Regions from separate parts of the Rattus norvegicus genome. Here region 1 is linked to region 2. The links are chromatin contacts, called in public Hi-C maps. All regions are on one chromosome and are shown on one strand. The core of a region is the stretch at or near the end of the contact, and the rest is flanking DNA. Distances in the headings are between cores, read along the strand shown.

Evidence for each region. Hi-C and Micro-C count contacts between places; a contact is called where the count stands out from the background.
Region 1: a contact with region 2 is called in a Hi-C map of Schwann cells, with 5 times the contacts expected there. The contact joins the enhancer-like site here to the promoter of Timp3 in region 2. A contact is called at or near these places in 10 of 12 Hi-C or Micro-C datasets (the A7r5 cell line, Schwann cells, frontal cortex and 5 more).

Annotation. Positions count from the first base shown.
Region 1 is chr7:19,575,874-19,582,053 of GRCr8, reverse strand. All of the region lies in intron 6 of Syn3 (synapsin III), which reads right to left. Among named protein-coding and RNA genes, the nearest start is that of Timp3, 120 kb to the right of the region's middle. Within about 2 kb of position 2,568, at least 6 of the 93 cell types and tissues checked have an H3K27ac peak or open chromatin away from gene starts, as enhancers often do. A contact at or near this core is called in Schwann cells, where this site is marked.
Region 2 is chr7:19,455,573-19,461,347 of GRCr8, reverse strand. It overlaps Timp3 (TIMP metallopeptidase inhibitor 3), which reads left to right and starts at 1,790. Exons shown (of 5, transcript NM_012886.3): 1 at 1,790-2,209. The coding sequence starts at 2,089. All of the region lies in intron 6 of Syn3 (synapsin III), which reads right to left.

The sequences.
Region 1 (6,180 bases), core at 1,319-3,818, 120 kb before region 2:
GGAGCTTAGAGCTATAGCAAGCAAGAATATTCAGTTTGAACTTGATAATTGATAAGACTGCTTTATTTTTGTAAATCATTTTTTGAAGCAGGGTCCCCGGGATGTCAAGTTGGATTGGAAATTGCTGTGTAGCCTTTTGATGCTCCTGCCTCTACCTCTGGAATGCCGAGATTAGTGGCCCAGGTTCTTGTGCAGCTGGGGCTCGATCCAAGACTTTGTGAATGGCGGACGAGCCTCTGATAACTGAACTACATCCCTGTGCCTGTAGATCTTTTTCTTGGCTGCTCTGTTTGTTGTGGCATGAGCTATTGCTCCCCACTTATGGCCCTCCTTTGCATGCAGCTTTGTTCTAAAAAGCATTTGTTCAACCTAAAGTGGAAAAGTTAAAGAACGACCAATAGATGTCTCATAGAACAGATATAAATAAGGTTGAAAGTTGTAAGCACCGTATTGGATATTGGACACAGCCTGGCCTGAGTTCTGGTTCTCTCCTTCTTGGTTTGATGAATGGAACACAGCACTGCAGTAACACACTGAGGCTCAGTGAAACGCTCTTTATGTATTACCTGTACATCCTGGGCGTCTGGACATCACAAAGCCTCATTTTCCTCAGTTTTCAGGGGAGAACGTACCTAACTGTAGGGGTGGCTGAAAGGATTAGTTGGTTCCTTATATACAGAGAAGGAGCGAGTTCAGAGTATGTTGTACACACTAAGGTGAGCAAGTGTGACCTTTGGGGTTCCCATCAAGACATCCTTTTAAGCCCAAGGTCCTATACAAGTTTTTGGTCACGGATGCCAATGCACCGATTGTACATTCTCTCCTTGGGGTATGTGTGTGTAGGTGGGCATGATGTGAAACAGAGAGGTCCACGTATATGAAGGAGAGTTAGAAACAGGGAAACAGCACTAGATTAACATCACTGCTCCTACTTCTTCACACCTCTCTGCATCCATACCGTCTGCAGTGTTACTGCTATGCTTGGGAAATAGTTGTACCCCTCTCCCTTACTTTGGAAGCGTGTACTAAATCTGATGGAATTGAGAGGGGGTGGTGGAACCTTCGGGAGATCAGGCCTCAGAGCTGATTAGACACCTGGGTGTTGTCTAGGGTTGGCATTAAGCAACTTTGGTTTTCTAAGCTTGCTCTCCAGCTTTGCGTTTTGCCTCATGACCTCTCGTGAGCGTCTATCCCACGGTGCCCTCTGCCACTTGACCCTTCACAGAAGCCATGCATGCTCTCAGACCTCTTGACCTATGACCTCAACAGATCTTTTTCCTTTATACTGCATGGAATCTTGGGCATTTATTCAAACAGACACTTTGCCATCTCTTTACTTGGAGTGTAGAACCTTTGTCTTAATTTGGGGCTTGTCTATGTCCTTTGCTTGAACCAGTGAGATGGGAATAGTGGTTTAAAGTGTGCTTGTGCATGTGGGAACTGTCTTCTTGTACTTCTGCCATTGTCATGCTGAGAGCATGTCTTGATGAGCTACTGGTCCACTTGGAGCCAAGCATAAATCTACCAAGTGCTGTCTAATCCATGGGAGCAAAAAATAAAGTGCTTGCTTTAGTTTCATCTGTGGAACTCATGTGAAAATCCAGGTGTGTTGACACATACTTGTAATACAAACTCGAGGAGAGTGGAGACAGTAGGGTCACTGGAGCTCACTGGCCAGCCAGCCACGACTAACTGGTCAAGGTCAATGAGAGTCTCAGACTCAAAGAAGGTAGATAGCACTTTTGAGAGTAACACCTCTGGTTACACATACCCATTCATGCACACATGTGTGCATGAAGGCACACACACACACACACACACACACACACACACACACACACTGCTGAATTTGGGGCTGGTGTGTTATGTCATGTTCATGACCATAGATGCTAGTGCTCCCTACTCTGTGCTGTGTGTAGGCATTTTGGTGCTGTCCAATTTAATCCCTGTACTGGCTAGTTTTGTGTCAGTTTGACACAAGCTAGAGTCATCAGAGAGGAGGGAATGCTTTCATAAGGCTGGGTTATAGGCAAGCCTGTATATCATTTTCTTAATTAGTGATTGATGTGGGAGGCTTGGCCCATTGAGGCTGGTACCAGCCCTGAGCTGGTGGTCCTGGGTTCTATAAGAAAGCAAGCTGGGCAAGCTATGGGGAGCAAGCCGGCAAGCAGCACCCCTCCATGGCCTCTGTGTCAGCTCCTGCCTCCAGCTTTCTGCCATGTCTGAGTTCCTGTCCTGACATCCTTTGGTGATGATCAGTGATACGGAAGTATAAGCCAAAATAAACCCCTTCCTCCCCAACTCGCTTTTTGGTCATGGTGTTTCAACAGCAAGAGAAATCCTACCTAAGAGAATCTGTAAATCTTCCTCTTTACTAATGAGGAGGCTAAGAGCAGCCTCTCTGATATAGTGATACGGAAAGGAAGCATCAGACTGTGGAGGTAGCCCTGTTATGACTCCGCTCTACCAGGGAGGAACGGAGCAATGCACAATGAGAACAAGTCCCATCTGGGCTCAGAGCCAGTCTCATCCATAGTCATCTCTGAGACCACAGCAGCCACCATGACAAATGCAAGGCAGTGACATCACAGGGTGACTCATGCTGGAGATGGCGGGACAGGGAAGCCCTGGTGAGAACCCTGGTCAGCTATAAAACCTCAGTCTAAATAGGGACAGGGCGGTAACGTTAGTAGACAGGGATGGGCTACAGAATCGGGTGGTTTGAGAAAAATAATAGCTTGAAATTTATTTTGGAAAAAATATTTTCCCAAGTGTCTCACTGAACTCTGTGGGAATGAGGGATTGGTAGCTGAAGTCAGGAGGGAAGGCAGACATGATTGAGAAAGGGGCTCTTGCTCAGTGGGCTTTGATTTCACGAGGCTTAGAGCATCACTTACTGAACAATACTAAGAGGGCAGACACCCTTTTAAACACCACCCGTCTTTATTGACTCGATTCTCACCACGACTTCAAAGGTAGCTATACTTGTGATATCTGTTATGCCGATGACGGAGGAAACGGAGGAGCATAGAAAGGTGTAAGCTATGACTGACTCAGAATGTTCCAGATCACTGTGCTGTATGTTTTAATGAGGATCATTGGGCTGACTGGGATTTATTATTACATGAGATAATGTATATCAAACACAGAGGTCATTGCCAAATACTTACGAGAGGCTAAAATATCACCATAGTATTAAGCATTCTAGTTTGATTTATGCTGCTACAATGAAACCCTTTCTAAAGAAAACAGGTTCATTTTTGCCTCAAATTCTGGACCAAGAGTAAGGGGCTGCATGTGGTGATAGTCTTCTTGCTAGATGTACCCTGAGGTGCTACAGGACACTGTATGTCAAGAGACAGGCATATTTATTTATCTATCTGGCTTTGTTCTTACATCATGATAACTTTATCTAAGCCCAATCTCTTCCCAAAGGCCTTATCTCTTACCAAAATCGATTAAGTTTCTACTCTCAAAACCACTGTCAGTGGGGATGAAATTTCAACACGGGAGTCCCTGAGGGTGCTCCACCTATATTTAAACCAGAGCACTGCATATTGTTTTACTGGTACACATCTTACATGATTCCCTTACAGAAGCTCCTCAGTGGCCCTGCTTAGGAAGGGAAGCCTTAGTGGGGAAGATGCTTTGGTTCATGACGGAACTAAAAGGTGAATTCCCGAAGACTTAGAGTCATCCAAGCCTTTGTGGGTGTCCAGGGAAAAGAAACCAGGGCCATGGCCAACATCAAGGGAGTTGAAGATAAGAAAACAGGAAAGGCCAACAAGATGACTGCATCCCGAAGTGAGACTCCCTTCCCAGCATCTCCCTAGAGGTACTGAATGGGTAAAACACATCACCTTTGGTAGAAGAGCCCCTTTCTGATGGGGGCATGAGAAGCAGGTGCACCTGCAAACAGTGAGATGCAGGGTTAGTAACCATGGGAACAAATGATCCAATGGCAGAGGATTCAAGAGGAGCAGAGGCAACTGATAATTACCAAACACCTGAAAAGATCAGAAAGTTTTTCTTTGGATCCTAAGAGGTCCGGAAGTCCCCAGGTGACACCAGATCACCATCCTATGGTCCTTATCACCCACCGTTGCCATTTCAGCTTCTGTCCAGTAGTGAGGACTGAAAGACTGGGTGGAGCTGGCTTCTTCATCTCAGCCCCTCCAAGGTCAGCTCATTATGGGAGCTTCTTGGGTGGCTGGAGGAAAAGGCTTTGAGCGAGGACGGTCACTGCCTAAGAGATATTACTTCTGCTCCTCATAATATGTCCTCTGAAGGTGCTGGAGATACCACAGCCTGTTCTGGCTGGATTCTGTCAATGCCATTCACCTATGACACTTGTCAGTGTCTTGAGGTGCTCCTAAGGAATGGCTACTGTCTTATCTTGGAATGAGAACAGGGGCCTTTCTAGACATCCAATGAATGACCACTGGAACACAAGAATTACCCTAAGAGTTCCTAGTGCTGAAGTGGGGATACAGCTCAGCAGACTGCATGGTTTACTGCAGTAGTCCGAGACATTGTTAAGAATTGATGCACATACACTGAAATTCCAGACAACTGGTTGGAATCTTGACTCTTCTGTATAATGACAGGGGGACGTGATCTTGTACACACGCAATCATCAAGAGGATTCGGTTGGGTCTGTTTGGTAACTGACCTCTGGTATCTACCTCCTCCTTCTATACAAACTCAATGCAGAAGAGAGAATCGGAGTGCCACACAACTTGGGGATAGACCTTGTCAGAGCTCAGGTACTTTATAGATCCCTACAAGTTATGACGTCACGCATGGAGACGCCCATTCTTGGTCCCATGGCCCATACATGCTTCAGCCCTTCTACAGGTTTGAGCCCAGAGTGTGAGCACCTTCCCGGCAAGTGACCAATTGTTACGCTTGAATTATCCCACAACATGGGAACTTAGTTCTGAGGCATTATGCAATTGTCAGTGCAAACAAGAAGTAAATGAAATTTATACCCAAATCTGGTTTGACTAAAGGCCGTGCTTGTCGAGTGGGTGGAGGGAAAAACCACTCAAGTCTGAGAAGCAGAGTCTCTGGCTGACGGCATTCATACCATAAAAATCTATTGCACATGGACAGAACCTCAGAGCAGGAAGTTACATCAGAGACTTTCTTGTCAAAAACCCCTCATTTCGCATTTGAGAAACAAGTCCGCGAGGGAGGAGAGACTTCCTTAGAGTCACACCCTAGTTATTAGCAGGGAGGAAAGGAAATCAGAGCAAAGCACCCCAGAATCCTGTCCTTTGTGCCTTGGCACCCTGTTGTTTCCACTAAGGTGGAGTTCCTCCCAGTTTAGATGGCATCGAAATATGATTTTTTACATTTTCACTTTAAACTCCATGATGGACAAAGAACTTCATCTTCAGAAGCGACCCAACAGTAGGGATTGCTTTTCTTTTCTCCACGCTCTGCACCTTCCATGCAGGTACGCACGCAGGCACGCACGCAGGCACGCACGCAGGCACGCACGCAGGCACGCACGCAGGCACGCACGCAGGCACGCACGCAGGCACGCACGCAGGCACGCACGCAGGCACGCACGCAGGCACGCACGCAGCCACGCACGCAGGCACGCACGCAGGCACGCACGCAGCCACGCACGCAGGATTCCCTTAGGCTCTATAGCAATGCCAAGTGTCACACAAGGAATCCTCGCCATGTTATCTGATAAAGCTTGATCATGATTTCCAATTAAAAGCAAACATCAGAACTGAGCATGAAAAGCACACATACGAGATAAAAAGAAAGCATGGGGGTAAGGAATTAAAAAAAACAAACAAGAAAATTCTAGGTTCCTATTTTCAAACAGAGATACGGTCAGTACCAGGGGAAGATATGGGATGATCAGGTACCCGAAGGAGGAGGAAGGTACTGATGGAGGATTTTACGTTGCTCATGCTTTGGTGGATGGCATATAGTTGGGAGATGAAGGAAGTAAAGTGTGTGTGTGTGTGTGTGTGTGTGTGTGTGTGTGTGTGTGTGTGTGTGTGTGTGTGTCGGGGCAGATTCAGAGGTGGGAAGAAGGCTTACAGATGGGTTCAGTGTTCAGTAGCTCAGGTCAAATGTTAGCTGCTATTTGCTTGTTTTGTGACCTTCAGAGAATTGATGCATCTCTCTCAAGTCAAGCTTTAATGTCTGCGTAGT
Region 2 (5,775 bases), core at 541-3,040:
GGGAGGGGCCTCAAAGCCTAGCGGGACAAGACAGAAAGATGTGGGAGCTAGGCTCTCTTTTGTATAGCTAGAATACTTGGGTGGGAGATTCTTGGAAGCATTTGGCAGGCTGAGGCAGGGGGATTGAGAGTTCAAGGTCAGCCTGGACTACATAATGAGATCTGTCTCAAAATAACAGCGGTACCAACAGAAACAAAAGACACAAAACAATCTAAACAAGGGCAGTGCAGTCAGAAATAATGTTACCATGTTGCTCTCTGCTTCTGCATTAGAGAGTCTCTCTCTTGGGGATAATCTAAGGGGTTCCCTTGGATTTTCCTAATTTTTACAAGTTTTCAGCATTCTGCAGCTAAAATACAGGTCTCCTTTGAAATCAGCTGAGGTGTAAGGTGGCAGAGAGGGGAGAGAGATTATTATAAAAGTAATGTTGGTTAGAGGCAGCTGCAAGGATGGTGGGAGCATCCCCTTCCTGGGCCTGTTTCTTCAGCTGGAAGGTACACAGGACACCTGTCCTAGCTTTCCCTAACTAGAAGGAATCTGCAAATACGAGATGGAGTATGGAATCCTGCTTTTCAAAACAGATAGCATAGGGAGATGGAGTATGGAATCCTGCTTTTCAAAACAGATAGCATAGGCCAGGTGTGGTGCTGCACATCTCTAACTCCCTTAGAAGCCTGACACAGGATGATCTTGAGTTCAAGGTCAGCCTGGGCTGTGTCAGCAAGACTGTGTCTCAAAAAGGTAGAACAAAGTGTGAGTACACACCCATGCCCTCGCCCACTCCCATCCCCCCCCCAACCCGTGAAGATGTTACTTAAAATGGCTTGGTTGATAACATTCCTAATTTTACTGTTAGTCGTCTCTGATCTTGGATCTGGATCTACTTCACTTTTGGACTGCCTTACCTCAGGAAGTTCCTTACTGAAGGAGGAATTGCTGTCTGTCACCAGTGAGACCAGCTATCCTACTCCCCCTTTTCCCCTATATTCTGTCCTTCAAAGAAGACCCAGGCCTTTGCACTTGATGTTCTTGCATGATGTCACTCCTTTTACTGTCCCACAGAAAGCAACACCCTCTTAGTCATTCTAACCTAGGTCTACAACTATTCTAGTTTCCTCATCGTACTAGCACAGTCATCCTGATTGCAAGGGCTTGCTTGGCGTCCAGAACAGTGTTTGTTGAATAATTCCACAGATAAATTTACCCCCAGTGACAATTACCATAGCGGTCCCACAAAGGCAGAGGTGTATGTGTTGGGGGTGGGGAGGTGGGTAAAACGGATGCCATCTGCTCAAGGGTTTCCTCTTACTCCCTGCTCTCTCTCTCTCTCTAGGAAAGATAAGAAGGGGAAATTTTCTTTGAGGCTTCCCTCTTGACTTTTTCAGGAGGCCTGATCAAGACTTCAGGGCGCGGGCCACCTAGGGCCCTTGAAAGGGTTGTGCAGGCAGGCTGGGTGGCTGGGATTGGATCCTTGTTTGGGTCGAAAGCGCAAAGAGGGCCGGTGGGCGTAGGGTGAAGGGGCCGTGGGACGCCGCTGCAGCGCATACTGGCCCAGGACGCGCCCAGCCCACCCACTCGCGTGCCCACAACTGCATTATTCCCTAAAAGGATCTGAACGGTCCGGGCCGGCTCCGCCCTGTCGCCCCGCGCCCCCCGGCCCCGCCCCCTTTTTGGAGGGCCGATGAGGTAATGCGGCGCTGCCATTGGTCAGAGGGGGCGGACCCCGCGCTCCCGAGGGGCTGGGTCCCCTCGCGCCCCTATATCACTCTGCAGCCCTGGACTCTTGCTCACAGTGGGCAGCGGGCAGCCGCCAGCGCCAAGGAGCTTCTTCTCTTGCTTCTCCGCTTCCCGATCCTTCTCCCGGAGGCCACTCACTGGCTCCGCGGACTCGTGCGCCAGACACCCTTGGCCACTTGGTCACATCCCGCCGGGCTACTTGGAAGGCACTTCCCCGGAGCTCAAAGTTGCCCACCGTGCACAGTGCACGGTTAAACCCGGCGAGTGAGCTCGGACTGCAGCACCGGCGCTAGCGCTCGGCAACTTTGAGGAAAAGAGCGGCAGTCCCCGCAGCGGACCACAGCAGCTACCATGACTCCCTGGCTTGGGCTTGTCCTGCTCCTGAGCTGCTGGAGCCTTGGGCACTGGGGAACGGAAGCGTGCACATGCTCGCCCAGCCATCCCCAGGATGCCTTCTGCAACTCCGACATCGGTAAGCGCTCTGGGAGGCCCCGGAGCAAGTTGCACGCCGCAGCGGGAGACTCAGTTTCCCTGGGCGGGGACTCTATGTACAGAAATGCCTTGCAGACGGAACCCAACCGGTGGCCTAGTGATGGTCTCTGGCGGGCGGGCGGGCGTGAACTAGGTCCCTGCTTGACATCTAGAAATTTTCTCCATTGGCTTGAAAGGAAAAAGAGTTGGAGGAGGAGGGTGAGAGAAGGTTCTGAAAAGTTGGAACTCCAACTGAAGTTCTGGGACCTCGAGTACGCTTTTCAAGTTGCTCGATTGTGCGGGTGGAGTTGCGAGAGAAAACTAGCGTTTAGAGATTGCTTATCTCCTGCGCCCTTGAACTTCGTTCTTTTCCTTGAGATCCAACCCAGCCTAGCTGCAGGCTCTCCCAGCAAGTGCTAATGGAGCTTCTGGCCTGCCAATGCCAAGTTTGGGTGGCTGGAACTGGGGGAGGGGGAGATGAAAAAAAAAAAAAGAGAGAAGAAAACTGTGGGGTTGCCCTCCTCCCTGGGAGTACTGTTGATAGTTGGCCTGAGGTGACTGTGGGGGAATCACTTACCATACAGCTGTGAAAATTCACAGGAAGTTTTTTTTCTTTCCCTGAATGTATGTGAGGAGGGAGAGCTTAAGGAGAAAGCAGATTTGTCACCCAAAGAGCAAAGATGCCCAAGGTCTCATCACTTGAGGTGATGGGCTCAAAGAGACTGTGCTGGTTAGAGAGACTTGATAAGAAGTGGAACCCACAGTCCGGAGTGCCTGAGGAGTGTTGGAGGAATTAGTGTTTGGAGGGCCCCAGGAGGAGCAGAAGCTGGAAACTCTGTTCTCCAGCTCTTAAAGCTCTCGGGTCCAATGTCCCTGCTGTGTGTTTGCTGGGCAGGGGCGGGGGACACGAGGCCGCACTTGGCCAGTGTGGATTCAGTAAAGAATGGAGTGTGTGTGTTTTAAGTTTAGTCATAAAGGAGAAGGAAATTTTCCACTGGGTCTTGAGTGAGGGATTCTACTCTGCAAGTGTGTTGTGACGAGGAGGGGGAGGGGTGGCGACCTGGCAGGAGAGAAAACCGTGGTTGGAGAGGCACTGCTGGTGGGTCAGGCCAGCCTAGGGGGAAATCTGGGAGGTGGCTGTGGTGGTCAGGTCAGTCCACTTGGCAGCCCCAGGGTGTTTGTGTGACCTGCGGTCACCCCTCTTGGAGGTTTCCTAGAACCCGAGGACACCCACCCTTTCCTGTCCCTGGGGCAGAACCCCTGGCTTTAAGGGTTGCTTGGAAGCGTCCTTTTTTGGATTGCTGGAGGGCTGGGAAAGTTTTCTCCCTTCTCCCCTGAGTGCCCCCACCCAGATTCCTCTTGGCTTTTCCTCTCAGCAGTCAGTGACTTTCTCCACTAGTTCGTGCTGTCTGGTTTTTGCTCAGCCTAGAGCGTAGTCCTGACCTGTGGGGGAGCAGGTGGAATCTGGGTGTGCAGACTAGGGCCCAAGTTCTTTTCAGCCGCACAATGGGTTGGGTGTGTTCAGTTTGGTTCCCTAGTGTGAGTAGGGAAGAGAGGGTTCTTCTCCTCTCTATCCTAGATGCCTTTCGGCTCTGAGGTGTCTACCTTGACAACATAAGCCAGGAGTGCTCTCCTGGAGTCAGCTGATTGCTTCTGTAAGGGTCCTACTGTTGGTCAGCACTGACCAAGTTTCTTGTCATTTCTATGGGTTTATTCAAGAAACAGCTTATTTTCTCCCTCTTAATACGCTTCCTAGAAAAAAAGTTAAATTACCAAGAAACATGCCAAATCCAGAATATAGTAGTAGCCAAAGGGGAGGGGGGATCCTTGTTCTGGCAGGAATCCAGACTTACTAACCCTTGGTTTGGTGCACTGCACAGAGATGAGATAATGCTTTTAAAAATGGGAGGTGTGGGTGTGGGCCTGCTGGCTTGTTGACCTGCTGTCTGACAGCAGCAGACACCCTGTTGCCTCCAGTAGATGGCTCCCAACTGTCCTCTGGAAACTGGAGCCCCCTCAGTATGCTCAAGCCAGCCTGCCTGCCACCTTCCTCTTCTAGAACCGGCAGGCATTCTCACCCTGGCTAGATGCCATGTTGCCAGGGAAGGGCACAAGACGCCTAGCTTGGCCTGTGGTAAGCCCCCATTACCGCACCAAAATGGCCTTCCTTCTCCCTGTCTCTTTACCCACAGGGTGTCTCTTTGCTCTTTCTTCTCCGAAGCCCAGGGGACTGGCACAACCTTCTGGATGAGGAGGAGTTAAAAGGTGTTTCCATGGCAACTGCAGGCCCAGCACCCTATCTAAGTGTTTAGAAGACTAAACTACACTTACCATTATCAGATACACTGTGGGGCAAAGCAAGGAACTTGGCAGTGGTCACCTCACCTGGGGCCTTCTCCCTTCCAGTCACTGCCCCCGAAACTCCTTCAAAACCTTGACTGAAGAAGCAGGGGGCAGGGCGCTGGGAATGAAAGAGGCAGCCTTGGCCAGGCAGATTTTGCCCTGGCAGCCTCAGTTCAGGCAACGATGGGAAATGTTCAGGGCATTCTGAAAATTTTGGAGTGGGGTGGTGTGCGTGCGCATGCATGTGTGTCATGAGCACATAACACACACACACTCACACACACACACACACACACACACACACGTGTGAGTGTGCATGTCCACGTGTACTGAGGCTAATGGCATCTGGAGAATCCTGACCGGAGGAGGAATGCTGTTGGGCAAGAGGAAAGAAGACAAGGAAGCATTCAGACCTATACTGGTGTTCAAGCACGTCAGAGATGCTATCTTAACTCCCCAGCAACCTTAAGTGGTATCACACCCATTTCTCAGATGGAGAATACTGAGACTGAATAAGGTCATCATGCAAGGCCACCAGCAGTGGCCAGGCATGCATTCAGTCTTCATGATGACACTTTTCCGCTGAACTCTGACACCCTAAGGACGGCACCTGCTCCTGGAATTCAAATGAAAGGGACGGATGGCATTTTCACCTAGATTAGAAAAGCTTCCCTCCAAACATTGAAGGCAGCTAAAGGGGCCAGCAGTTTTAATTAAAGTATCCTGTTTACCGAGGAAGAAGTGATTACAGTTTTATAACGGCACAACAAAAGACAAGGACATTCCCTATGTTCTTTGGCTGCAAAAACCAGAAAAGACTCTCAAAATTACTAGGCCAAGGTGAAAGGGTGACTCGCTGTGTGTCATTAAGAGCAGTGATCAGCGAGGCTGATGGAATCCGAACTCCCAGGATGATTGGAGGAGACAGGGGTTCCCAGGGGAGCCACCTGCCCAGTGCTTGGTCGGAGGTGGATGGGTGAGGCAGGAGCCAGGAAGGAAGTCTGCAGACTGGGGTCCCGGTGGGTGTAGAAGGTGCCCCTCTGACTGCTCTGTCCCTTTCTCAGTCCCCTGACAGACAAGACTAGAACATTGCTGGGAAGTGGCTGTGCTTTTGCTGACACAGCAGGACCCATTGAGATCAGCTGCTGAATAGTACATTCCAACAGGTTCAATAATGAAAAACAAAAACGACGCCATTCTAGTCCCTTTTGGCTTTTCACACTT